Linked DNA regions of Mus musculus: regions 1, 2, 3, 5, 6 and 7 are each linked to region 4. The links are chromatin contacts, called in public HiChIP or PLAC-seq and promoter capture Hi-C maps. All regions are on one chromosome and are shown on one strand. Each heading gives the region's core, a stretch centred on a gene start, on an enhancer-like site or on the middle of the called end of the contact. The rest is flanking DNA. Distances are from core to core; before and after follow the strand shown. Region 1 holds the start of Ttyh3 (tweety family member 3). Region 2 holds the start of Iqce (IQ motif containing E). Region 3 overlaps Gna12 (guanine nucleotide binding protein, alpha 12). Region 4 holds the start of Foxk1 (forkhead box K1). Region 5 overlaps Amz1 (archaelysin family metallopeptidase 1). Region 6 holds the start of Amz1 (archaelysin family metallopeptidase 1). Region 7 overlaps Gna12 (guanine nucleotide binding protein, alpha 12).

What was found. Promoter capture Hi-C pulls out the DNA fragments that hold promoters and counts their contacts. HiChIP or PLAC-seq counts read pairs in DNA pulled down with a chosen protein or histone mark.
Region 1: a promoter capture Hi-C map of pre-B cells shows a contact between it and region 4, with 6 times the contacts expected there. The contact joins the promoter of Ttyh3 here to the promoter of Foxk1 in region 4. A contact is called at or near these places in 6 of 39 promoter capture datasets (the 3T3-L1 cell line, 3T3-L1-derived adipocytes, embryonic stem cells and 3 more), 6 of 115 datasets of contacts at active chromatin or transcription factors (astrocytes, embryonic forebrain, embryonic stem cells and 3 more) and 1 of 9 other capture datasets (embryonic stem cells).
Region 2: a contact with region 4 is called in a promoter capture Hi-C map of pre-B cells, with 6 times the contacts expected there. The contact joins the promoter of Iqce here to the promoter of Foxk1 in region 4. A contact is called at or near these places in 21 of 39 promoter capture datasets (the 3T3-L1 cell line, 3T3-L1-derived adipocytes, the C10 cell line and 12 more), 2 of 484 Hi-C or Micro-C datasets (B cells and embryonic stem cells), 15 of 115 datasets of contacts at active chromatin or transcription factors (the 230-238 cell line, SST interneurons, astrocytes and 9 more) and 2 of 9 other capture datasets (adipose tissue and liver).
Region 3: a contact with region 4 is called in an H3K27ac HiChIP or PLAC-seq map of T-cell acute lymphoblastic leukemia, with 7 times the contacts expected there. The contact joins the enhancer-like site here to the promoter of Foxk1 in region 4. A contact is called at or near these places in 2 of 39 promoter capture datasets (cranial neural crest and embryonic stem cells), 19 of 115 datasets of contacts at active chromatin or transcription factors (the NIH/3T3 cell line, T-cell acute lymphoblastic leukemia, bone marrow-derived dendritic cells and 15 more) and 2 of 9 other capture datasets (embryonic stem cells and liver).
Region 5: an H3K4me3 HiChIP or PLAC-seq map of the 230-238 cell line shows a contact between it and region 4, with 8 read pairs. The contact joins the enhancer-like site here to the promoter of Foxk1 in region 4. A contact is called at or near these places in 1 of 39 promoter capture datasets (embryonic stem cells), 1 of 15 datasets of contacts at CTCF or cohesin (large pre-B cells), 9 of 115 datasets of contacts at active chromatin or transcription factors (the 230-238 cell line, differentiating embryonic stem cells, embryonic forebrain and 4 more) and 1 of 9 other capture datasets (embryonic stem cells).
Region 6: a contact with region 4 is called in a promoter capture Hi-C map of embryonic stem cells, with 7 times the contacts expected there. The contact joins the promoter of Amz1 here to the promoter of Foxk1 in region 4. A contact is called at or near these places in 6 of 39 promoter capture datasets (3T3-L1-derived adipocytes, cranial neural crest, embryonic stem cells and 2 more), 7 of 115 datasets of contacts at active chromatin or transcription factors (embryonic forebrain, embryonic stem cells, epiblast stem cells and 2 more) and 1 of 9 other capture datasets (macrophages).
Region 7: an H3K27ac HiChIP or PLAC-seq map of stem cell-derived neural progenitor cells shows a contact between it and region 4, with 10 times the contacts expected there. The contact joins the enhancer-like site here to the promoter of Foxk1 in region 4. A contact is called at or near these places in 3 of 39 promoter capture datasets (cranial neural crest, hippocampal neurons and second pharyngeal arch cranial neural crest), 12 of 115 datasets of contacts at active chromatin or transcription factors (VIP interneurons, acute myeloid leukemia, bone marrow-derived macrophages and 7 more) and 1 of 9 other capture datasets (liver).

Annotation. Positions count from the first base shown.
Region 1 is chr5:140,647,009-140,650,327 of GRCm38.p6, forward strand. Ttyh3 (tweety family member 3) reads right to left here and starts at 2,023. Exons shown (of 14, transcript NM_175274.5): 1 at 1,697-2,023. The coding sequence starts at 1,819.
Region 2 is chr5:140,701,056-140,704,276 of GRCm38.p6, forward strand. Iqce (IQ motif containing E) reads right to left here and starts at 1,323. Exons shown (of 23, transcript NM_028833.3): 1 at 1,127-1,323. The coding sequence starts at 1,162.
Region 3 is chr5:140,770,313-140,773,335 of GRCm38.p6, forward strand. All of the region lies in intron 2 of Gna12 (guanine nucleotide binding protein, alpha 12), which reads right to left. Among named protein-coding and RNA genes, the nearest start is that of Gm30745, 22 kb to the left of the region's middle. Within about 2 kb of position 1,584, at least 68 of the 459 cell types and tissues checked have an H3K27ac peak or open chromatin away from gene starts, as enhancers often do. A contact at or near this core is called in T-cell acute lymphoblastic leukemia, bone marrow-derived macrophages, forebrain and 1 more, where this site is marked.
Region 4 is chr5:142,399,772-142,402,933 of GRCm38.p6, forward strand. Foxk1 (forkhead box K1) reads left to right here and starts at 1,726. Exons shown (of 9, transcript NM_199068.2): 1 at 1,726-2,270. The coding sequence starts at 1,753.
Region 5 is chr5:140,739,321-140,742,614 of GRCm38.p6, forward strand. Amz1 (archaelysin family metallopeptidase 1) reads left to right here. Exons shown (of 8, transcript NM_173405.2): 3 at 1,745-2,267. The coding sequence starts at 1,964. Among named protein-coding and RNA genes, the nearest start is that of Gm30745, 8.8 kb to the right of the region's middle. Within about 2 kb of position 1,926, at least 25 of the 459 cell types and tissues checked have an H3K27ac peak or open chromatin away from gene starts, as enhancers often do. A contact at or near this core is called in the 230-238 cell line, where this site is marked.
Region 6 is chr5:140,722,252-140,725,409 of GRCm38.p6, forward strand. It overlaps Amz1 (archaelysin family metallopeptidase 1), which reads left to right and starts at 1,876. Exons shown (of 8, transcript NM_173405.2): 1 at 1,876-1,917; 2 at 2,123-2,220.
Region 7 is chr5:140,790,173-140,793,478 of GRCm38.p6, forward strand. The region is part of intron 1 of Gna12 (guanine nucleotide binding protein, alpha 12); the gene reads right to left. Among named protein-coding and RNA genes, the nearest start is that of Gna12, 39 kb to the right of the region's middle. Within about 2 kb of position 1,544, at least 160 of the 459 cell types and tissues checked have an H3K27ac peak or open chromatin away from gene starts, as enhancers often do. A contact at or near this core is called in acute myeloid leukemia, bone marrow-derived macrophages, kidney and 3 more, where this site is marked.

The DNA.
Region 1 (3,319 bases), core at 773-3,272, 1.8 Mb before region 4:
CTTTCTCCCCACAGGCGACCCTGCAAAACCATCAGTCCCAATTTCAAGATGAAGTGACGAAGCTCAGAGACCCTGAGCGGTTGCCTACAGCATCAGCTCAGAGGGCAGGGGCACCATGCACATCCATAGCCCTGGCTTCGGGAGCGGAGGCGGCGGGGGATGGAGCCAGGCTGGGTTCCACACCGTGAATTATTCAGTGGCTAATTCTGCTCCTGGGAGAGGAGGCAGGAGGGAGCGTGAGTCAGAGGCCTCCCACAGTGGAGCAGCAAAAGCAGGCAGGACCAGGCTCAACTGGGGCCACAGAGCTGCGGGCCCATAGATCTAAAGACCTACAGAGCCGGGCCTGAACCACTCACTACCTTCAGATTCCCAAGAGCTGCAGGGACTGAATCCTCACCCTTTCCCTGTCACTAGCAAGTTCCTCCTGCAGCAGAAGCAGGTGGCAGCCCACTGACCTCAGGAAATGCTACCTGGCTGCCCTGTGTGCCAGTGGACCATCAAAACTGACCATCAGGCAAACCCTAGGAAGGCAACTTTCCAAGAATAGCTCATAGAGTTCTTTCAAGAAAGAGCATAACAATACCATCACACAGTAAGAAAACCACACGTGTCCCTCCACCTCACCCGGGCCTGGTCTTCCCCACAAAATCCCCAGGTGAGGTCCTGGGTCCCGGGTGCATCTCCTTGCTGTCTTTCAGGACTCAGGTTTTGCTCTACCCCTCACACCTGTTCTAATCTGCTCAGGAACACCATCAGCTACTGGAGCTGGGGTCAGGTAGGCAGAGAGTGGGAGCAGGGACAGTCCTGTGTTCTCTCACCCTCAACTTCAGTAAGATGAGGATGGCGGCAGAGATATTTGGCACAGCCCCAGGAGTACTTGATTCCCAGGCTACTGTCTGTCCCAGGAGCCGCCGGAGAGAAACTGTGAGGTGCTTAGTGACCAAGTGGGCTGATCATTCTTTTTTTTCTGGAATCTGGAGCAGGAAGGAAAAGCCCACAGCCCTAGTCCCCCTGCTCTGCACTCAAATGACAGTGGTTCAGTAGTGGGGGTGGTGCTGGGACTTGGCAGGACGCCAGACTTAGGGCTTCGCAGGGAGAGGGCTGCCAAGTGCCCCATGGCCCCCAGCCCAGACGGAGGCCCACTCACCCCACTTCAGCCAGGCCTCATTTTCCACCCTGGGTAGAGAGACTGCTGGCACCCTGGTTTCCCACAACCACACGACACCCTGTGTACATCCCACAGCCTGACCGTGAAGCAAGGGGTCATTAGCAGCCACAGAAGGCTGGCGATGGCCCAGGCTCCTCACCCACCAACAGTCTGGCAAAGGGATTCCCTAGCTGGGGAAAGAGAACGAGGAATACCCTCCTGCCTGAACCCAGGGATCCAGCCTTGGCTAGCGGGGGCTCTGCTGGGGAGAAGCTGACTGCCCAAAGGATGAAGACGGGCCTACCAGGAACCCATAGGATCAGAAGAGGGTCTATCAGGGGAGGGAGGCAGCTCCGTCAATCCGGATCGGAGGCCCTGGTGACACAGAGGGGCTGAACACCTTCCAGGGGGTGTTCGACATTAATCCCTGGAAAGGTTATCAGTGAACGGGAGGCGACTCCTAGAATGAAAGGGGATGGGGAAGCTCCAGCTCCTTGGGAGGGGCCATGACCCGGGGCCCCTGACCCCGCACCCGGGGGCGCGCGTCACCTGCTGGTAGTCGGCGTCCTCGGGCCGGAATTGGCTGCTGGTGGCCTCCCACCGCAGGTCGAAGTGCGGCAGCCGGTGCAGGAGGCTCACCCACCAGGGCGCCGCGTAGCTGACCCCGGCCATGGCGGGCGGGCGGCCACGGGCGCTGCGCCGGGCTTCCCTCGCTGCCGGATGCACGGGGCTCAGGGACCCGCCGACCCCTGCTCAGCTGCCCTCATCGTGCCCGCTTCCAGGGGCCCTGGCCCGGCCCGGCTCGGCCCGGCTCGGCCCGGCTCGGCTGCGCTCGGCTCCGCTCGGCCGCCCGCGCCCGCCGCCTCTTTGTTCACCGCCGCTGCCGCCGCCCCCTCCGCGCACCCGCCCGCTCGCCTTCAGGCTCCACCCCCACACCGCCATAGGCCCACCGCCCTCAGGCCCCACCCCAACCGCCCTCCCGGACATTCGGCCCCGCCCCACACAATGCTATTGGTCGGCACCACGCAGACCCCGCCCATACCAGGGCAGTCTCTGCCTCCGGACTGCCATTGGCATTTCTCCCATAGGCCCTGCCCCCTGCGTTACCATTGGTCTTTTTGCCTACACCTCTCGGTTTAGGCAGGACCCTCAACCTCTTCAGCCATTTCTTCCCTGTAGACCACGAAGGCTGGAATCCAAAGCTCACGTGTAGCATCCTCTCCGACCCATGCCTTTGCTCTCTGGTTTGATCCGGTTTCCACGCAGCCCTCATAAGGACCTGCCAGGGAACCAGTGACCTGTCTCTAGGATGGACATGATCTGCATTCGGGAGCTGCAGCTGTGTGCTCTTGGGCGAATGACTTAGCCTCTCGGTATCAGTGTTGTAGTCTGAGAAAAGGCGTTGCGGAGATAAACCGAGTGTGAAGTGCTCAGAACAAAGCCTGGCGCATAAGCCATAAAGCCGCGTGTAAGGCGATAATGGGCAGATAGATTGAATACCCACCTGCTTTAATTTCAGTTATGGAACCAGGGCCTTACGCATGCAAGCCAGGCACTCTACCACCGACCTAAATCCCCAATCCCCTGTTTTACTTTTTCTGTCGCGGGATCTCTGTAAATTGCTCAGCCTAGCCTCAAACTTGGCAGTCCTCTTGCTTCAGCCTCCCAGGTACTGGGATAACAGGCCTGAACCGCCGCACCTCACTTGCTTGCATCATTCTAAAGATGCAAAAGGAAGATGTAAAGAAAGTTCCCTGTATCCCATCTTGGAAACTAGGCTACTGGTCAGGACACAGCCTATAGAAAGGTCATGGGGGCAGGGGGGCAGTTCTTGCTTCTCCCCGGGTGGAGCGAACATATCCACTTGGCTCTGTGCACTCACAACCCTGGGGCCTTATGTTCTTAGAAACTAGACACATGCAGCTTCTCCATCGGCTAGGTAGCCTCACTCCTCAGCTGGACAGTGGCTTCCTGACAGACCTGTCTTTCAGTTCATGCAACTGCCTGAGGCATCTCCTTCCTTGCACTCTGGCCCGAGGGCAGGGGCCCTTTACAGAGCTGTGGGTTTCAATGTTCTGGATGGCTGGAGGAAGCTACCTAGCTGGGAATCAGCCTGCAGCGATAGGTAAGAAGTTCTTAGGCTTCTTACTCCAGGGCCACACAGCAATGGCT
Region 2 (3,221 bases), core at 73-2,572, 1.7 Mb before region 4:
AGAGTCATGAACTATCTTTGTAATCTCAACACAAGAAATTTCATTAATTTATTCATTTACTTTACATCCGGTTCGAAGTCTTCCCCCACCAAGTCCCACCCTTAGTGGGGATGGTTTTAACTTCTTAAAGGTCTGGAGATGCAGTTCTGCGAGCGAGCCCGGTGAGGGGTGCGGGTGGGGGGCGCTCAGTGGTAGTCAGAAATTAAGTGCTTGCCTAGAATCCCCCAGTGACCCAGCTGGGGAGGTTTATCTGTAGCGCTCTAGTCTGGCATGAGGGTTTCAGTCCCCAGTAGCACCCAAAAAACAGAGATGAGGGAGCAGTTACTGGGGGCAGCTACTGAAGGCAGTGTTGAGAGAGCGACCTCCAAAACTAGGCAAATCTTGGAAAGCTTCGAGTGCAGGAACAAGTAGGGAATCCCAGCTGCTCTCTGCTGACCTAAGGCTTAGTCGTTCAGTCTGTTGTGGAGGCTCTCACAGGCGTCCCCTGGACCCTTGAAAGTCATATTTCACCATGGCCAGGTCCCTGCCTACCTCCCTCAGTGCCCTTCTAAATCTCAACTCCAAAAGCTTGCTTTCCGGTGTGCTACTTTCCCCGGCCTTGCGGCCTTTACATTTAATGCTCCTACTGGCTCTAAACCTGTACCAAGCTGCTCCCTACATCAGCCTATTGCCCTGTCCTATAGCCACCGCCCCTCTCCCACCGCCCCCCGGAATGTACAAAGTTCACTTGATACCGACACGCAGAGAGTGAGAGAGGCACACCTCTTCCAGAGATGACTCCCGGACCCGTGCAAAACTAGCCTTGGGGGAGGCTGGGGACAGGACTTCCCCCTTGCCCTGGATCGCTCCGGGGAGTCGCGAGACCACAGCCTACAGCAACACTTACGAGAGGAGCTTATCGTCGGCCGGCTGCAGCCTCAGACCCGCAGCGCGTGCGGGAGGGGCGCAGTCCCGGGGGCTTCCTGGAAGTAGTGGCCTCCGCGAGCGCAGGCGGGAGCTAGAGGCTGCTGGGGCGCGGGCACGGTGGCGGCCGACGCCCGGAGATGGCTCTTGTGCGGTAATAATCGGCCTGCCGGAGCTGGCTGCCACCGTGCGCCCTTCCTCCCTCCGCCCCAAGGCTCCTTACCGTCTCCGAGGCTATATCTGTGGTGCCCAGGCTCATAGCGGCAGCGCTGCGCGGCCTCCGGGTCCTGCGAGCTCTGCCCTCGGCTTGGGAGGCCTGCCAGCCGCCCTGGTACCATGGCAACCGTGCCGCGGCCACAGAGCCCCGGATGTGGTCCTTCCTCCGGAGCCCGACGAATCTTGTGCACGCGCAAAGTGTGCGCGAGCAAGGGGCCTACCAAGCACTCTCCCGGGGTTGCACGGCGCAATCCGTTCTTGTGGTCTTGTGGGCTTTTTTTTTTTTTTTTTGGTTGTTGTTTTGTTTTGTTTTGTTTCGTGGGATGCGTGAATTAATTGGCTTCCCGCAGGCAATACTAACTTTCTACCTGGAAGCCATGCTCTCAGATCCAACTTCAGGAGCCCGGGTTGGATTTCGGCAAACACTGGCTGCAACTATGTAGTCCAGTGGGCAGAGGTTCCGAGGGTCGCCATGTTGAGTTGAAAAGAGAGCATAAAGCACCATCCTTAACGATACGCAAGATTTGAGATTGGGGACATCAGCCTATTTACATGTTTGTTTTTTTTCTGTAAAGAAACTGAGATGTTGGGGGCCAAGGTGACTGACTCCCTAGTTGTTAGACCTGGGGTCTGGCGCCATGAGGATAAGACTGCCCATGGGCCAGCACCAACTGCTTTAAACCCTCAGCTGACGGTTTGCTATCACAAGCCTCTCTGAACTCTCCAGGATTCCGTGGCTTTCCAACCCAGGCCAGATAGGGAGCACTTCCCTGGTGGCCCAGCAGGCCAGTGATAGATGAAAACAGTATGTCATTTGCCTCTGTGTGTGTGTGTGTGTGTGTACACGCGCGCGCACGCGCGCGCGTGATCCTGTCTGCCTCATCAATGCTGGGGTTACAAATGTGTATCGCTATGCCCTCCTTTTATTTTGTCCCCTTCCGCCCCCATCCCATCTCCTTTATGGATTCTGGCGACTCCTGTTCTTAGGCTTGCAAAGGGACTATTCCCCAGCACACATTCATTTTTTTGAGTAAACAGCTCTCTGCAACTGGGTGGCTTTGCAACATTAAGCTTAATACAAGGATTCTCCTGGGAGGTTTTTTTTTTCTTGCTTGTCTAAGGACCCATGATTTGCCAAAGAATAACAGCCCAGACTCAGTATGTAAACGCAGAGTAGTTTTTTGGTTTTGTTTTTTTTAAGATTTTATTTATTAGCCTGGCAGTGGTGGAACATGCCTTTAATCCTAACACTTGGGAGGCAGAGGCAGAGGCAGAGGCAGGCAGATTTCTGAGTTTGAGGCTAGCCTGGTCTATAGAGTTCCAGGACAGTCAGAGCTACACAGTGAAACCCTGTTTATTTATTTAATGTGTATGACTACACAGTAGCTGTCTTCAGATACACCAGAATCCGTTACAGATGGCTGTGAGCCACCATGTGGTTGCTGGGAATTGAACTCAGGACTTCTAGGAAGAGCAGTCAGTGCTCTCAACAGCTGAGCCATCTCTCCAGCCTGCAGTGATATTTTCTGCAGAAGCCCAACATGCTGGGGTCTCCCATTACCAAGATAGAGACAACCAAGCTCACAGGTCTGATTTCCAGGGCAGATGAGCATTATCTTACTCTATCTCTAGGCATTCGGGAACCATGCCCTAAAAGAGATTGTGTGTGTGTGTGTGTGTGTGTATGTGTGTGTGTGAGACCTCGGGGCTGGGAACCAAACTCTGTTCCTCTGGAAGAGTAAAAGGTATTCTTTACCACTGACCCATCTCTCTAGTTCCCGATGGCCTACTTTTAATCTTTATTAGAAGAGCAGGCTGAAGTTGTGAAGAGTTGGTAACAATGGATGGCAGACAGAAGGCAAGCGGGGATAGAGGACTGGGGCTGTGAAGAGCTACAGAAATACAGGCTTTGGTGACTGGAGGGTCCTGACACTCTAGACCCCGGAGTTTAGCGCTACCCGCTGTGGGAACCGAGGGTTTCAGCACCGGCTGTGCTGACTCACCTGCTGCTGCCCACACCTAACGCTAAAGCTGAAAGCAAGGGCTAGAAGACCCAGTAAAATTCGGAGACCTTAAAAGCCTAGACACAAGGCGGGTGTGGT
Region 3 (3,023 bases), core at 334-2,833, 1.6 Mb before region 4:
GAGACAGGGAGATCTCAAGTTCATGGCTAGCCCGGGCACCTGAGTGAGACTGTCCCAAAATATACATCGAGAAGAGGGCTAGGATGGAACTCAGTGGTGATCCTGCCCAGCATGCACAAAGACCCAGGTCTAAGCTCCAGACAGAGCTGTTCACAGCAGCACTGTCCTTAGTGGAGAAAACACCGTTCATCCACACAATGTAACACAGCAACTAAAGTGCATGGCCTCCTGATATTGCACGCACGGAGAACTTGAGGGAACTCAAACATGTTAATGGTAAATTAAAGCAGTCATCTATGGGCCGGCTGGGGGGTTTGGCTCAGCAGGTGAAGTATCCTCAGAACCCACGGAAAAACCAGGGCATGGCAGTGTGTGTTTGAAACTCCAGCACTGGGAGTAGTGATGGCTAGTAGTCAGTCTACCGATTGGTGAGCTCCAGGTTTAGTGAGAGACCCTGCCTCTAAATATAAGATAGGTCTGGAGTTGACTCAGCTTTCAGAGCACTGGCAGCTCTTGCACAGGACTCAGGGTTCATTCCTAGCACTTATGAGGTGCCTCACAACCCTTTCCCTGTAACTCCAGTTCCTGGGGGATCCAAGGGTCTCCCTTAGAATCTTTTGGGTACCAGGTATACACATGGTGCACAGATACACATGAGAGCAACCCCCCACCCCGAATAAATAAAATTAAAAATGCTTAAAAAAAAAAGCCGGAGGAATCAGATGTGGTGGTCATTCCTTTAATGTCAGCACTCATGGTGCATCTCTGTGAGTTCAAGGCCAGCTTGGTCTACTTAGTGAATTCCTGACCAACCAGGGCGACACAAAACCCTGTCTCAAGACAATACAAAGCAAAGATGAAGAGTTGACAGGATAGTGACATTAATCTCTGGCCTCTACATGTACATGGGCACTGTGAGTCTCCTTCTCCTCCTGCCCCACAGCAGCACAATAAAACAACAAAAAGAAGGCAGCTATTGTATGACTGCATTTACAGGAAACACCCAGGGAGTCTACAGGCAGAAGATGGCTGAAGGACTGTCTGGGCTGGGAGCTGGGGCCAATGTGCATGGGTGGGATGGATCTCACTGGTGTGATGGAAATGTTTTAAAAATGGTTTTAGGGTGATGTTTGCACAACTTGGGGAAATTTACTGAAAAGTCCTTGAATTATACACTTCTAAAAAACTGAAGAAAAAGAACAAAGTTTCCACAAAGCCTGCTTATTTACTTAAGACAGCTCCTGCCTTGCTTGGGAGGAGGATTAATCATCTCCGTTTAATAATCCTGAGTAGCTCAGTGCAGGTTCAGGGCTAAGATCTACTTCAGAGCCTCAGCTTGCAGGGTAGGAACGCTCCAATTATACAGTCTGTTACAGGCCGTGTGCATCTTTATTAAACCACAGCTATTTGACAAAATAGCAGCAGGAAGTTAAACAGACCCTGCATGTCAATTAAAAGGAAACTGGGTAAGAGCCCTAAATGGAACTACAAGCTCCAGCAAGCTCCCTTCAAAGGTCCTCAGAGGAGAGTAGCCAGTCCCCCCTCTGGGGCCTCTGGGAAGGAAGTGGGGGGCTGCAGCTTGTGCTGCTGGAGCGGGGGATTCCCGAAGTGGATCCCCATTTCCTCAAGGCAGGGAGGAAATGAAGCCTGCTCTATAAAGAACCGGTGTCTGCTGTAAGAGCAGTGGGCGCTTTAAACCACCAAGCCATCTCCCCAGCCCCACAGAATTCTTTCTCATGTAAGATAGAATCCTTCCCTAGATGAAGATAGAGCCAAATGTGGTGGCTCAGCCTGTAATACCAGCACTCACTGGCCCAGCCAAAAAACAGTCACCAGGGTTCAAGACCAGCATAGGCTTCGGAGTTTGACAGTCTCTGAGACAAAATAAAGAGGAGGAAGGGAAGGAGGGAGGGAGGAAGGGAGGGAGGGAGGGAGGAAAAAAGGCGTTTTCTACCATGTCTCACGAGAGAGGGGAATGGGGAAGAATTAAACTTGTTGCCTGTTAGAAAGTTTATCAAGATCTTAACTCGATCCTTACAGTTGCTGCAAGGGTTAGAAAACACCACAGAAAACATGACAGGGGAAAGATGGGAGAGAAGGGGAGGAGGAAGAAGGGGAACAGGAAGAAAGAAGGAGACTAGGCCCAGACAGCGGTGCACCGCACTGGAGCACTCAGAATAGCTCTTGTAGCTCTTCTCTAGGCCTGACGTTAGCTCAAAGTAAAAAGCCACCCCCTCAAACAAAATCAACCAACCAATACCAAGAAATGGTAATAGAGACACTATAACTTTTTGAACATCAGCGTAAGAACAACCACAAACCTGGACAGTGCTTTCTAGCAGGAGTCACCTGAGAGCTCCCAAACCAGACAAGGAGAAAGTGGGGACACCCAGGGACTGTGCCTTCACGGTGGCTTTCCCAACCAACCTCTGGCCACCATCTCTGCCCACTCTAGGAGCCTAGGCACCCAGGGCTCCCTCCCCAGCCAGCAGGGCCTTGTTGCAACAAGGTCACTAGCCACCTTCCACTGATGGACAGATGAGCACCTGACTTCGGGCCACAGACCCAGCTCTCCTATGAAGACAACTTAAAAAAAAAAAAGATTTATTTATTTATTATATGTAAGTACACTGTAGCTGTCTTCAGACGTACCAGAAAAGGGTATCAGATCCCATTACGGATGGTTATAAGCTACCATGTGGTTGCTGGGATTTGAACTCAGGACCTTCGGAAGAGCAGTCGGTGCTCTTAACCGCTGAGCCATCTCTCCAGCCCCCCAAAGACGTTTACTCTAAGGAGGCTGGCCTGAACTTTGCAGAGGCTCCTCAAGGCTTCGGCACTGCACTTGCCCAGCAGAGCTTAGGTTCCGGGCCTATCCTCATCCTCTGTCAGCTGAGATGCTGTGCAGAGGTTACTGGCTCAGGAGCATGACTTCCACACCACTCCAGTAACACTTTTCACAATTAGCTGTGCTGGGGCTCTCCTTGACTTCATGCCCTGATCTACCATGGCAGCAGAGTTTT
Region 4 (3,162 bases), core at 476-2,975:
CACCACAACATGAAGAACTGTATTAAAGGGTCTCAGCATGAGAAAGGTTGAAATCCACGGCTCTATCACCGTGATAGGCTTTCCAGTTTGGGTCCAGAATGGATAGGCAGGGAAGTGTGGGATTGTGAGCAGACCAAACCTCCCTTCTAGCCTCCCCCCCCCCCCCGCCCCAGGACACTATGCCCCCCCCCCACACACACACACATGCACTCTGTCAACACGCATCCAGCATGGCCGTGAGCATTGCAATGATCACTGTAGGTCTTTAATTCACGTGTGTATCATCTTTCGACATGAAGCTCACTGAGGGCAAGACCTATGTCTATCTCTATTCTCAATCATTATTTTTAGACATTCTTTTGTGTGTGTATGTTTGCACTTGTGTTTGTGTGTGCACGTGCGCCGGTGCATGCACAGGCGTGAATAACTGTGTGCTCCTTTAGCCCTGTTTTATTCGTGTTTTTGTTTTTGTTTTGAAACAGTGTTTCCACTATGAACGTGGAGCTCACTGATTGGCTAGGCAGGCTGGCCAATGAGCTTCAGGGATCTATCTGTCAACCTTTTACCCAAAGCGCTGGGAAGATCGAAGCTCTCAATGGGTTTTGAAGTCGGTCCCGGGGAATGAACTTTCCTGTCTTGGGGGATGAGTGCCATCAGGCAATTTACCAACTGTGTCAGCTCCTTCAGTCATTATTAAATGTGAGAAATCGAGTGTGTATGTGTGTGCATGCACTCGCGCGCTGCAGGTCCTGGGGGAAGACTTGGGGGAATTAGCATCCCAGTGCAGGACCTTAAATTCTCAAGGGATTCACATGGTGCCAAGTTCACCATTTAAGTGTTTTCAACTACCGTCAATCTTCGGGTGTCCACAGTCCCTAGAAACAGGCAGAACTGTTCGCCTTAAAAGGAGCAAGGGGAACCAGCTGTGGTGGTGCACAGCTGTGACTCCAGCAAGAATTGCGGAGCCTGAGCCGGGTTGGTCGTCAGCTAGAAGCCAATCTGGTCTACATACATAGACCCTGTCTTTAAAAAATGAATTTTTAAATTGATTTTAAAGGGCTAGGCACACACCTTAATAGCTACACTCAGGAAGCTGGAACAGGAAGATCATGAATTTGAGGCCAGCCTGATCTAGGTATTCAAAACCAGGCTAGCCTTGGTATGAGACAGGATCTCAAACAACAAAACAAGAACAATCGAGATGGTTCAGTAAATAAAGGTGCTTGTCACCAAGCTTGTCGACCTCAATGCCATCCTCAGAACCCCACAGGGTAGGAGAGAATAGACTGCTGAGAGCTGTCCTCTCTGACCACACAAACACACGTGCGCGCGCGCGCGCACACACACACGTGGTAAAGAACCACAAGTAAATAAATGAATGAATAAAATGTAATTTGCAACATTATACCAAACCAAAAAAAAAAAAAAAGCAAAGCACAGAAAGAGTAGCTGTGCAGAAACGATCAGTAAGGAGCAGAGACCATTTCAAGCATCCCTGGACTTTAAACTCCAGCCTCAATAGGACACCCCTAAAAACGTGATGAATCCAAGCACCCTTCGGGACTGGAGGAGGGGGCTCTGTGTCTCTCTGCACCCGCCCACCTCGAGTGGAAGCTGCGCGCGCAGCGCGAGGGTCCTGCGGTGTCCCGGCTCCGCTCCAGGCCACGATCCAGCCCGGGTTTCCGCGCGCGCCGCCCCGCCCCGCCCCGCGCCGCCTCGGCCGCCACCGGAGCCGCTCGGAGCTGCGCGAACATGGCCGAAGTCGGCGAGGACAGCGGCGCCCGCGCCCTGCTGGCGCTGCGCTCGGCTCCCTGCAGCCCCGTGCTATGCGCCGCGGCTGCGGCCGCCGCCTTCCCGGCCACTACGTCCCCGCCGCCGCCGGCGCAACCTCCACCCGGGCCGCCCGCGCTGCCCGCCGAGCCCGGCCCCGGGCCGGTGCCCTCCACCGTCGCCACTGCCACCACCACCGCGCCCGCCCTGGTGGCCGCGGCCGCTGCCTCCGTGCGCCAGAGCCCCGGGCCTGCCCTGGCTCGCCTGGAGGGTCGGGAGTTCGAGTTCCTGATGCGACAGCCCAGCGTCACCATCGGCCGCAACTCGTCGCAGGGCTCGGTGGACCTAAGCATGGGCCTGTCGAGCTTCATTTCCCGGCGCCACCTGCAGCTCAGCTTCCAGGAGCCTCACTTCTATCTTCGCTGTCTCGGCAAGAACGGCGTCTTCGTGGACGGGGCCTTCCAGAGGCGCGGAGCGCCCGCCCTGCAGCTACCCCAACAGTGAGTACTGCGCCACCCTCGGGTCACCCCTCTCCGGACCTGGCCTGAACCCCCTGGCCACCCCTGACCTCTACCCCGCCCAGCTTGGCTCCTTGTCACTCTGTGATCTCGACCCTGCTCAACCTGAACCCCCCGCCCCCCGGTCACCCCCTGAACTCGCCTCCGCCTGGTCTGGCACCTGGGTCGAGCCTCAAATTTCTTACCGTTCCCACCGGGTCCCAGCCCTTGGTCACTCCCTCCTCCATCTCGACCCTGCCAGGCCCTAGCCCCTCTAATCTCGACTCTATCCGGCTCTGATTCCCTAGCCATCTCCCAGTCTTGATCCCACCTAGCTCTGACCCCTGGTTACACAGATCTCCATCCCACCCGGCCCAGCTGAGCCTGATCCTTAAGTTACTGGTGATCTCACCCATCACCTGGCTCTGACCCCGTGGTTGTCCTGATCTTAATCACGACCCAACTAACCCTGACTCCCCAGTTAACTCATTGGGCACTGATCCCTGGATGGGCCCGACTCCCATTCAGCCTGAAATCCTGTCACCCTGACCCTGGACAGGCCTGAACACTTGGGTCCATTCTAACCCCTTTCTCTCTCTCTGACTCTGACTCTGACTCTGTCTGTCTGTCTGTCTGTCTGTCTCTCTCTCTCTCTCACACACACACACACACACACACACACTTACACACACACACTTGCACACTCCCCAACCCCATCTGTCTTCCACTCCTCCCATGTTGGAGTTGGCTACCCATGATCTCCAACCCTTTCTGAACCCAGCTTATCCCTAATCCCACCTGGCCTCAATACCTGGGGTCACTCTTGACCCCCATCCTACCAGCCAGAAGCCGTTACCCCTGACTTCCCTTAACCTGAAGGTCCTAGGGCCACCCC
Region 5 (3,294 bases), core at 676-3,175, 1.7 Mb before region 4:
GGTAGAGCCCCTTCCTAGACTCCCCCAAGGAGGGGCTGGGGGAGTGGCTCAGTGGTAGAGCTCCTGCCTAGAATCCCCCAGGGAGGGGCTGGGGGTGTGGCTCAGTGGTAGAGCTCCTGCCTAGAATCCCCCAGTGAGGGGCTGGGGGTGTGGCTCAGTGGTAGAGCTCCTGCCTAGAATCCCCCAAGGAGGGCTGGGGGCGTGGCTCAGTGGTAGAGCACCTGCCTAGAATCCCCCAGTGAGGAGCTGGGGTGTGGCTCAGTGGTAGAGCTCCTGCCTAGAATCCCCCAGTGAGGGGCTGGGGGGTGTGGCTCGGGGATAGGCTTTACTCAACTTAGGTCAGGCCACAGGTTCTATCCCTAGCACTGAAAGAAAGAAGAAAGAAAAAAAAGAATGAAAGGGAGAGAGAGAGAGAGAGAGAGAGAGAGAGAGAGAGAGAGAGAGAGAGAGAGAGAAGCTGACATAGCTACAACCCTGAAGCACAATTCAGAGGTCACCGTAAGACAGCACGGCCCCTGGGCTTCAGCTTGGGGTGCTTTGCTTGCGTGCAGGCCTGGGGCAGAGCGTGGAGTCTAAGTAGGTGGTGTGATTGGCTTCCAGAAACAAAAATAAGCTGGTGGGATGTGTGAGGAGTCAGGTGCTTAGCCGCCTGCAGGGCCTCCATGGCTCCGCACTTCCTCCTCTGCAGGAGCTGGGTGTGGGTGCGTGCGAGGGCAGAGGAGGCAAGCGGCGCCTTGCCTCCCGTGGTCTGTGTTATGTGTTCCTGTCTCGGTTGACTTCCCTGCACTGAGATGCAATAGGAAGCTCCAAGCAGCCAGTTGCTGGAGCCAAGCATGACCTGAAAGAAACACTCCCAGGAGGGAGGATGCTGGTAGGCACTGAGTACCACAGCGGGCAGTCCCTCCGCCTGTCTACCTGGTTGCTTGCCTACAGTTCCAGGTTGCTGTGGTCAGCATGCTGGCTCCTGACTGTTAGAACTGTATCTTAGACCATGTTCACACTCTAGAAACCAGGGTCTGGGAGACACTGGGGCGGCGTCTTCCCCAGAAGACAGCCCCTGGGTGCACACGATGCTCCTGCAAGGAACCCTATGGTTTGGGAGGAGGGTCTGGGTGGCTCTGTGAGGGGACAGGGTGGGTCTTGTGATCATAAAAGGCAGGAGGAGCAGCCTCTGCCTTCCGTGAAGGAACCTCCCTAGCCTTGAAGGGTAGATACCTCCTTATATATGCCTGGCTTCTCTGGGCTCAGAGCAGGGGTGGAGTCCTATGGAAATGCACGTCCATACTCAATTCTGGAATGAGGAGATGGCTCAGTGGGTAGAACGTTACCACATAAGCATGGATAAGGGATTCATAAGTTTGAATCCCGAACACCCATATGAAAGACTGAGGTGGCAGCTCTGTGGGCCTGATGACCAGCCAGGCTGGTTGGACTTTTAAGCTCTGGGTTCAGTTAGAGACTCTTTTTCCAAAAGTCAGGTGGATAGCGATAGACTTGACATCAGCCTCTGCTCTCCTGCCCCCAACACACACACACACACACACGCACACGCACACACACACCGCACACCGCACACACACACACACATAAATGCATACATGTCCACACCCCTTTATACTTGATTTGGGTTGTAGTGTGTGTAGATGAGATCATTCTGACTCCAGTTCACAGGAAAACTGTGTTTTGTCTGAGAGACAGTCATGTGTGCTCAGAGCAGTGACTGGGCCCCATGTGTCCTCCACAGGGGGTCAGCAGGCTTTTTTCTGCTCACCTTGCTGAGAAGTTTCAGAAGAGGCAGAATTAAGCCTCGTGGTCTCTCAGTCCAGCCTCCATCTTCTGGGAGCCCTGAGCGGGTACTCTCTAAGCCTGAGAGAAGGTTCTACAAGAGACCGTGGCTGTCCCCTGGGAGATTCATGGCCCGGAAAAGGAAATCAAAGGAGTGGCCAGCGGCCAAACACACGGCATGGTGCAGTGCAAACCACCCCAGGAGTTCAGCTTCGGGCCCCGGGCCCTGAAGGATGCCCTGATCTCCTGTGACCTGGCCCTGAAGCAGATGTATACCTCAGCCTTTTCCCCGTCGGAGAGACTCTTCCTGTCTGAGGCCTACAACCCTAACCGGACTCTCTTCAGCACACTGCTCATTCACTCAGCCTATGACTGGCTCCTGAGCCGCCCTGAAGCCCCTGAGGATTTCGAGACCTTCCATGCTTCTTTGCAGCTCCGGAAGCAGAGCCTGGCCCGGAAACACATTTACCTGCAGCCCATAGGTAGGAGAGATGGGCTGGAGTCATCTGGACTCCTGGGGGTGTGGCTCAGTGGTAGAGCCCCTGCCTAGAATCCCCCAGTGAGGGGCTGGGGCGTGGCTTAGAGGTAGAGCCCCTGCCTATAATCCCCCAGTGATGGGCTGGGGTGTGGGTCAGTGGTAGAGCCCCTGCCTAGAATCCCCCTAGTGAGGGGCTGGCTCAGTGGTAGAGCACCTGCCTAGAATCCCCCAGTGAGGGGCTGGGGCATGGCTCAGTGGTAGAGCACCTGCCCAGATCCCCCAGTGAGGGGCTGGGGCATGGCTTAGAGGTAGAGCCCCTGCCTAGAATCTCCCAGTGAGGGGCTGGGGTGTGACTCAGTGGTAGAGCATCTGCCCAGATCCCCCTAGTAAGAAACAGCCCCAGGCAGATTTGGCTTGAAGGAGATGGTCTGGGTCAGCTAGGTACTCAGATTGGCAGAGTGACTTGTCTTTTTAGCATCCTGCCCCCTACTGGTCTATACTGGTTATATAGTGTGTGCTCTCATTCCTGGCCATGACCTAGTTATAACACACACTGCCCTAGACCTGTGCTTGATGCTCAGAGGAATACTCATTTTACAGGCTGGAAAGCTGAGGTTGGAAGTATCTAGGGTTTGCCTGATGGTAGAGATGGATTCTGGAGGAGGTTTGAAGGCAAATCTTAACTGGCCTCCTGCTCTCTTGGAAGACACTGGGCTGGGCATTGAGGGGACTTGGGGATTCACAGTGAGTCTCTCTAGGTCTCTTCATCAGGAAGAGACTGGCAGATTTGGAGCAACAAGGGCTTAGAAAATGGCTCAGCCAGAGATGCTAGGGAGGGAGGAGGGAGAATCTGGTCCCTGTATTCTCAGTATACCACAGTTAGGAGGGCCATACCTGGCAGAGGGCCACACTTATGGATGTTAGCTTCAGAATGGTGGGTGGAGGGTATGGCTCCTGAGACAGTGACATACCCTGCTTTTCATGGCCCTTTGAATGGTACCTCAGTGGCCAGTCTGGGGTTTTCTTTCTTT
Region 6 (3,158 bases), core at 626-3,125, 1.7 Mb before region 4:
AAGAGAGGGTGGGGTCAGGGAAAGCCATCATACAATGGATGATGTCAGCAGGAGGCTAATGAAGCAGTGTTGCACAAGGCGAACAAGATGATCTCACGGGTGTCAGGGACAAGCACACAGAAGCTTCAAGATGGAGAAACTAGGGGGTAAAGGCAAGTTTCCAGGAACTGAACCCTTAACTCCTTCAAAGCCAGGCTCCAGCCTCAGACTGGACCTTGCTGAGCTGGCCCTGGGCAAGGACACGGACCTCTGAGAAAGCCTTGGATCACCTGGCTCTCAAAAGAGGAGGAACCAGGTTCATTCAGGAGCATGCTCAAAAGGCCAGATTTGCACCATCTGCTCCAGTCCCTCCACCCCTCACCCCAACCCTGTGTATGTGTGTGTGTGTGTGTGTGTGTGTGTGTGTGTGTGTGTAGGCTGTAGGTTGACATCAGGTATCTTTCTCTCTTTCTTCTCCTTCCTCTTGCACCTTTGGGTGAGTGCCCACAGAAGCCAAAAGACAGTGCTGGATCCCACGGAACTGGGGGACCCAGGTGGTTGTGATCCTCCTGATACGTTGTTGGGAAGAGCAGCCGGTCCCCTTAACCACCGATCGAGCTTCCCCACCTTGGCTTTTGAGACAAGGTCTTTCTCATTCAACTCTGTTTTCACCGGGTTGGTTAGACTGACCATCAGTGAGCTCTGTTGGACTCTGTACTGGGATCACATGGGGACCAAGCTTACAGCACCCTAGCCTTTGGGGGGTGGAGGGGGACAAGCTAGACTCCATTCAATCCACATTACAATGTAGCATCATCAGCCTAGAGTCCCCAGAGTCAGTGACGTTCAGTGACTTTGCCTCCCACCTTGCCCCGGGCTTCCCACTGACCAACCTCATTCTGCAAATATTCCTCCCTGTGTAACCGTTCGTCTCTTTAGTTTATAAATCAGTGTCCATGTGTGTGCGTGCACCACGTGTATTTAGATCTTCTGGAGGAGCAGTGGACCCTCAGCCTCTCTCCTGTTTCTCCACACTATCTTTTGAGACAGGCTCTCAACTGAACCTGGAGCTCCCAGGCTAGGTTGGCTGGCTTGTAAGCCCCAGGGATTTCTCCGCCCCTGCTTCCCCGGCTCTGGAATTATAAGGGCGTACTCCTGCATCTGCCTTTTATGTAGGTGCTACGAGGTCTGGATTTGAGTCCTCATGCCTATGTGGAAATCACTTTACAGACAGAACCATAGATCTGTCATCTTTTATTGTCCAAAATGAGCCAGGAGAGAGGCCTGGGCAGAAGGGTGAGAAAAGACTTCTGATAGGAGCCAGGCAAGGAACAGTGCAGGATGCGTGGAGTCAGGGAGAGGAGATGAGCAGGGTGCTGAGCGAGTGGTCGTCTAAGGGGTACCCAGCATCCCCTCCTGGTCTCAAGTCTCAAAGAAGATGGATGGAGGGCCTTGATTCTCAGAAGACTGTTAGCTGACCTCCCTAGGACAGGGCCTTCTGAGGGGATTTGGGGAAACTGAGTCAGCCCCAGACCTCATCCTCCGTAAACCTACATTATAGACAACACTGTAGCCCCAGCCATCATCAGCACGGAGTGATTATGCCAGGAGGTTTGTTGAATGACTGAATGACCTAAGTCTGCTCCTGTGCCAGGCAGCCTAGAACCCCCTTCATGAGGTGTAAGCCTAGGCCACTCGTGGGACACTCCCCTGTTTGTGCCAGAGGCGGAGGACACAGAGACCTCCCATCTCGCCCCCTCTGTGGGACCCTCTTCCCCACACACATCAGTTCCTGTCAGAGCCAAGATGTGTCGCCATGGAAACTGCTTGGCAAAGGCTGGCAGGCAGAGGCGGCCAGCAGCCGCTCACACTACCCAGCTCCTGGCGGCACCCGTTGAAGTGACACGAGCGTGCCTGGCGGTGTGTGGCATGTGTGCGGTAAGTGAGGGCTTGGGTAGGCACATAAGTGTTTGTGTGATGTGTGTCAGAGGTGGTCTGGGAGTGTGTGCTCTTGTGTGTGCATACATGTGCATGTGTGTCAACAGGGTGAACTGTGGCCGTATGCATGCGCTCTGGGTGTGATGGCTGCTGGGTGCGCACAGTGATGGGAAATAGAGGACTGATGGGGATGTGTGCACTACAGGCTGGGTGTCACTAGGTGAAGGACCAGACCAAGGTGCCCTGCAGTTGCTGTCCCCACCCTCGAAGTGGACCTCCTAGCCAAAGACAGCCACGGCTCAGGTAATTATCCGTCAGAAGGAGTGCATGACTGGAGGGCTTCTGGGAGGCGGCAGCTACTGGGAGTCAGGCAGGTGAAGGGGAGAAGAGCAGTTATCTAGGTACAGCCTGGAGTCTGGGAGTGATGAAGAAAGACTGGAAAAGAGGAGAGACAGCCAGTAGGGATGAATAAGGTTGGCTTGCACTCAAATTTTAAAAGGCCATCTTCCTAGAATGGGGGTGCCAGAAAAGGCACCCACAGAGGTGGCACATGGGGTGAGAGGACAAACGGCTGGGACAGACAGAGCCAGGTGGCTAGGAAGCTTTGATGCTCCAGGGACAAGATGGGGCTTTCTCGTGAGACTAAGGGACACCTGAGGATCTTGCTGTGCAGGAGGACTGGGCTTGAACGGAGAGAGGTCAGGTGGAGCCAGCTGTGCTGGGCAGTCGGGAGAAAAAAATATATATATATATGGAGGTTGACCAGATGTTTCAAAGTGAGTGCAAGCCTGTGGGTAGGGTAGAGGAGTGTCTGGGAGGCATGCAACTTCTGCAGTGTGAGAGCATATAAAGAGAAGTTTGGGTCCCCAGGGTCTTGTCCCCAGGATCTGAGGACAGTACCATGCTCTCCATGTGCTACTTGTTCTCTATCCTTGTAGCCCCCCACCCCAGCTCTTTTATCTATGTGGGGGATGAAGATACTTTGGTGACCCCACCCTCCAGGTGCCTAGAGCCACCAGAAGCCCCAGGGTGGGCTGTTCCCTGGCTCCCAGGCCCATGCTCTCCTGAAGGGAATGCCTGTGCCTCATCCTGCCCCCCCCCTTAGGGTGCATGGACTGCCAAGGTGACAGAGACAGATGTCACTGGGCATGTGGTGGACACGAGGAACAAACCTCCATTTGGGGGTCTTGCTCAGATCCCCCTCTCAGGTGTCTTCCCACACTGGGGGCTACCTGGATGCC
Region 7 (3,306 bases), core at 294-2,793, 1.6 Mb before region 4:
CTGCATAGTATAACACTATGACAGTATCTGCCACCATCTTCTTTTGAAATAAAAGACCAATTTCCAGCTGGGCAATGAATGGTAGTGCACATCTTTGATTCCAGCACCTGGAGGCAGAGGCAGGAGGCTATCTGAATTGGAGGTCAGCCTGGTCTACAGAGTGAGTTGCAGGACAGCCAGAGCTACACAGAGAAATCCTGTCTCAGAAAACAAAACAAAACCAAAATGACAAAAAAGAGGCCAAGTACCTAAATAAGAAAAGTAAAGGAAACCTAAGACCTCTAATACACCTAAAGATGGAAGGAAAGAGAGAGAGAGAGAGAGAGAGAGAGAGAGAGAGGGAGAGAGAAGCCAGAAGCTGACAGACAGAATCTCTAACAGTCAGAGGAAAGCCCCAAGTGACTCTTACTGCAGATTTAATCTGTTGGCAGCTGTACATTTCAGTCAGTTGTGAAAACATAAATAAGGGTCGTAAGCAGTTTGATGACTTCACCCTAAAACAACGGAGCATTTTAAACTGTTCAAAGGGCACCTTTAAGACAACTTACAAATTTAGCCATTTAAATGTTAGGTTGAGAAGAGAGCCCCTGTCTGCTGGGCATGTGGATTTATTTTTCTTTTTTTTAAAAGATGAGGATACAAACTTGAAAATCCTGGTCTCATTTCCAGTGGATTTTTAGCCCCTGGTCACCCAGTCGTTTTACTGTAGCGAGTCCTGACTGAAGTCTTTCCAGAAAACACTAAAGCTACGCTGGACATGGGAGGCTGGCAAGGAGAACTGGCTATGGTGGTGCACAAAGGCCATGCTGGGTTTGCATGTGCTCTCACAGCGCATGTGCACTTGGGAAACTATTGGTTAGAAACCCACAAGGGCTGAGTGGCTAGCTGCTGGCCACCATCCAAATCAATGAGAGGCTGCCAGAAATGTAAACAGGATGCGTTTCTGTAAGTTGATGAATCCGGCAGGCAGAGGCAGCGCCTCTCAGTTCTCTCTGGAACCAGCAGCAGGGATGGTCCCATTTGAAGGCTAGGGTGACAAAAAGCAAAGTGAAGGCAGGCAGGACACCCCAGCCACCCATTTCCAACAAGAGGTGGACGGGACGGACCCCTGGTGGCTCTGTCCACTGCCTCTCTCTGGGATACACAAGCACATTATTCTGCTAGGAAAGCCACCCACAGAGTTCTACCAGCAGCCCAAGGCAAAGAAAAGTGCCAGGCAGTGGGAAAAGAGCCAAAAGGCTAGAATGTGGCTCCCGCTCCCAGGGTGCTTTCAAAGATTCTCAGAGCAGGACAGAGCAGGGCCCTCAGATGAAGTCTAGAGATAAAGCTACAAAGGAAGGTCCTAACAATGGAGGGATAGCCAGAAATTTCACTGATGGGGGGAGGCAAGGCTTAAAGACAGATGATGGGCCAGCTAAAAAATCTGGAACCTCTTTGGTAAGAAATGGGGACAAACAAAAGGTTTTGGAAAAGGGACATGAGGCCTAGCTCTGCCTCCAGATCTGTGGAAGGCGGGGCCTTCCAAGGAGGGACAGAAGGCAGGGCAGACACAGAAGGTGGTCAACTGGGAGCCAAACAAAAGAGAAGGGCGGCTCACTAAGAGAACTCAGCAAGCTGGGAGCAGAGGGGAGATGAGGTTTTAGTGGGTCAGTGGGAAATTCTAATCAAAATTTTCAGAAAATAGATAGACCTAGAGGCCAAACTGGATTTTTTTTTTTTTTTAATTTATTTTTAGCCAAACTGGCTTTTGTTGGGTGAGGTGGCACATGCCTGTGAACCTCACACTGGGGAGGTGGAGGTAGAAATATCAGGGTACGTAACAAAGTGGCTGCCAGCCTGAAAACATGAGAACCTCAAACCCAGCACAAAACCCTAAACTGACATAAAACCTTCAGGATTTAGGACACGCAGAGAAACGGGGCACGATATTCAATGGCCTAGAAAAGGGTTTCTGAAAGTTAAAGAAAGGGGAAGAGAGCAATTCGCTGCCCGCTTGGTTCCCTCAGTTTTCCCAAAGCGGTGTGTGAAAAGCTGGGTGAGAGCTCAAGCCCCATCCTTTAGAGGCTTCCGAAACCCACCACCTGCAGCAGCTCACAGCCAAGTCCTCCTTGCCTGTTCTCCCAGGTGTCAGGCCAGAAACCCTGGAATCTTCTAAACATTTCGCCAAATGTTATAAAGACAAACACGGAGGGGAAAGGAGGCTTTCCTGTTAATGTGCTTAGCACTGACAAGCAAGAGTAAACAAACACCCGACCACTCCAGCCCCATGTGCTCATTCCATGCTTTCTGACTCAAGCCTGTGAAATAATCTCCATGGTATTTTAAAGGAAGGAAATACGATGCAATAGTATAAGTACTAGAATAAACTGTTCATAGCAAACACCTTTGCTTTCATAGGATTTTTGTTCAAAGTAACATAGCCATATACAATCAGGACCACCAAACCTGAGAGAATATGTACAAGTGCTCTCTCTCCAGGCTGAGCTGTATAATATGTTCTTCGGTAAGCACCATAGGTGCAGGCCCTTGCTGGCATGCAGTGTCAACCCAGTAGGTTTAGGGGCAAGTTTTAGGAGAATGATAGGCTGTGAGGAGGCATATGCAGAAGGATAAGTAGTTCGGGGTTATCCTTGGCACAGTTTATTTGAGGTTACAATCAATCAAACAACCCTGGATCATTTCCAGTAGAAGAGTAGAAAAATTGTTCAGGAATCCCCTTGATAGTGGCACCTGTCTGACTTTCTTTGTGAGAAATTACAGCTAGTTAAATTATGAAATTTCTGGGTTGAAATTTATGTATAAAAAGCTAGAAAAATGGCTCAGCTGTTAAGAGTGCTTACTGATGTCGCAGAGAACTGCAGTTCAGTTCAGTTCTCCACACGCATATGTGGGGCTCAACCACCTGGAACTCCAGTTCCAGGAAATCTAACTCTTCTGTGTGTGCATGCTCGGACACGTACACACACACACACACACACACACACACACACACACACACACACACACACATACACACTGTATGCATAGTATGGAGAGCTGGCTCAGCCAGTTAGAGCACGGCCTGCCAAGCCTGACCACCTGAGTTTGACTGGGCTCTGACTTCTGCACATGCACTGCAGCAGGTGCACACCCCTCCACACAGGCAGTTAATAAATGTTTAAAGACATTAAAAAATTCAACATATACACATTTACTTGACACTTTTGATAAGCAGTTCTAAAGCATTCTCCAAAAAAAAAGGAGTTAAAGGCATATGCCACCATGTCTGGATCTAAATTGTTGTTTATCAATCGGTTTTACTGAAAT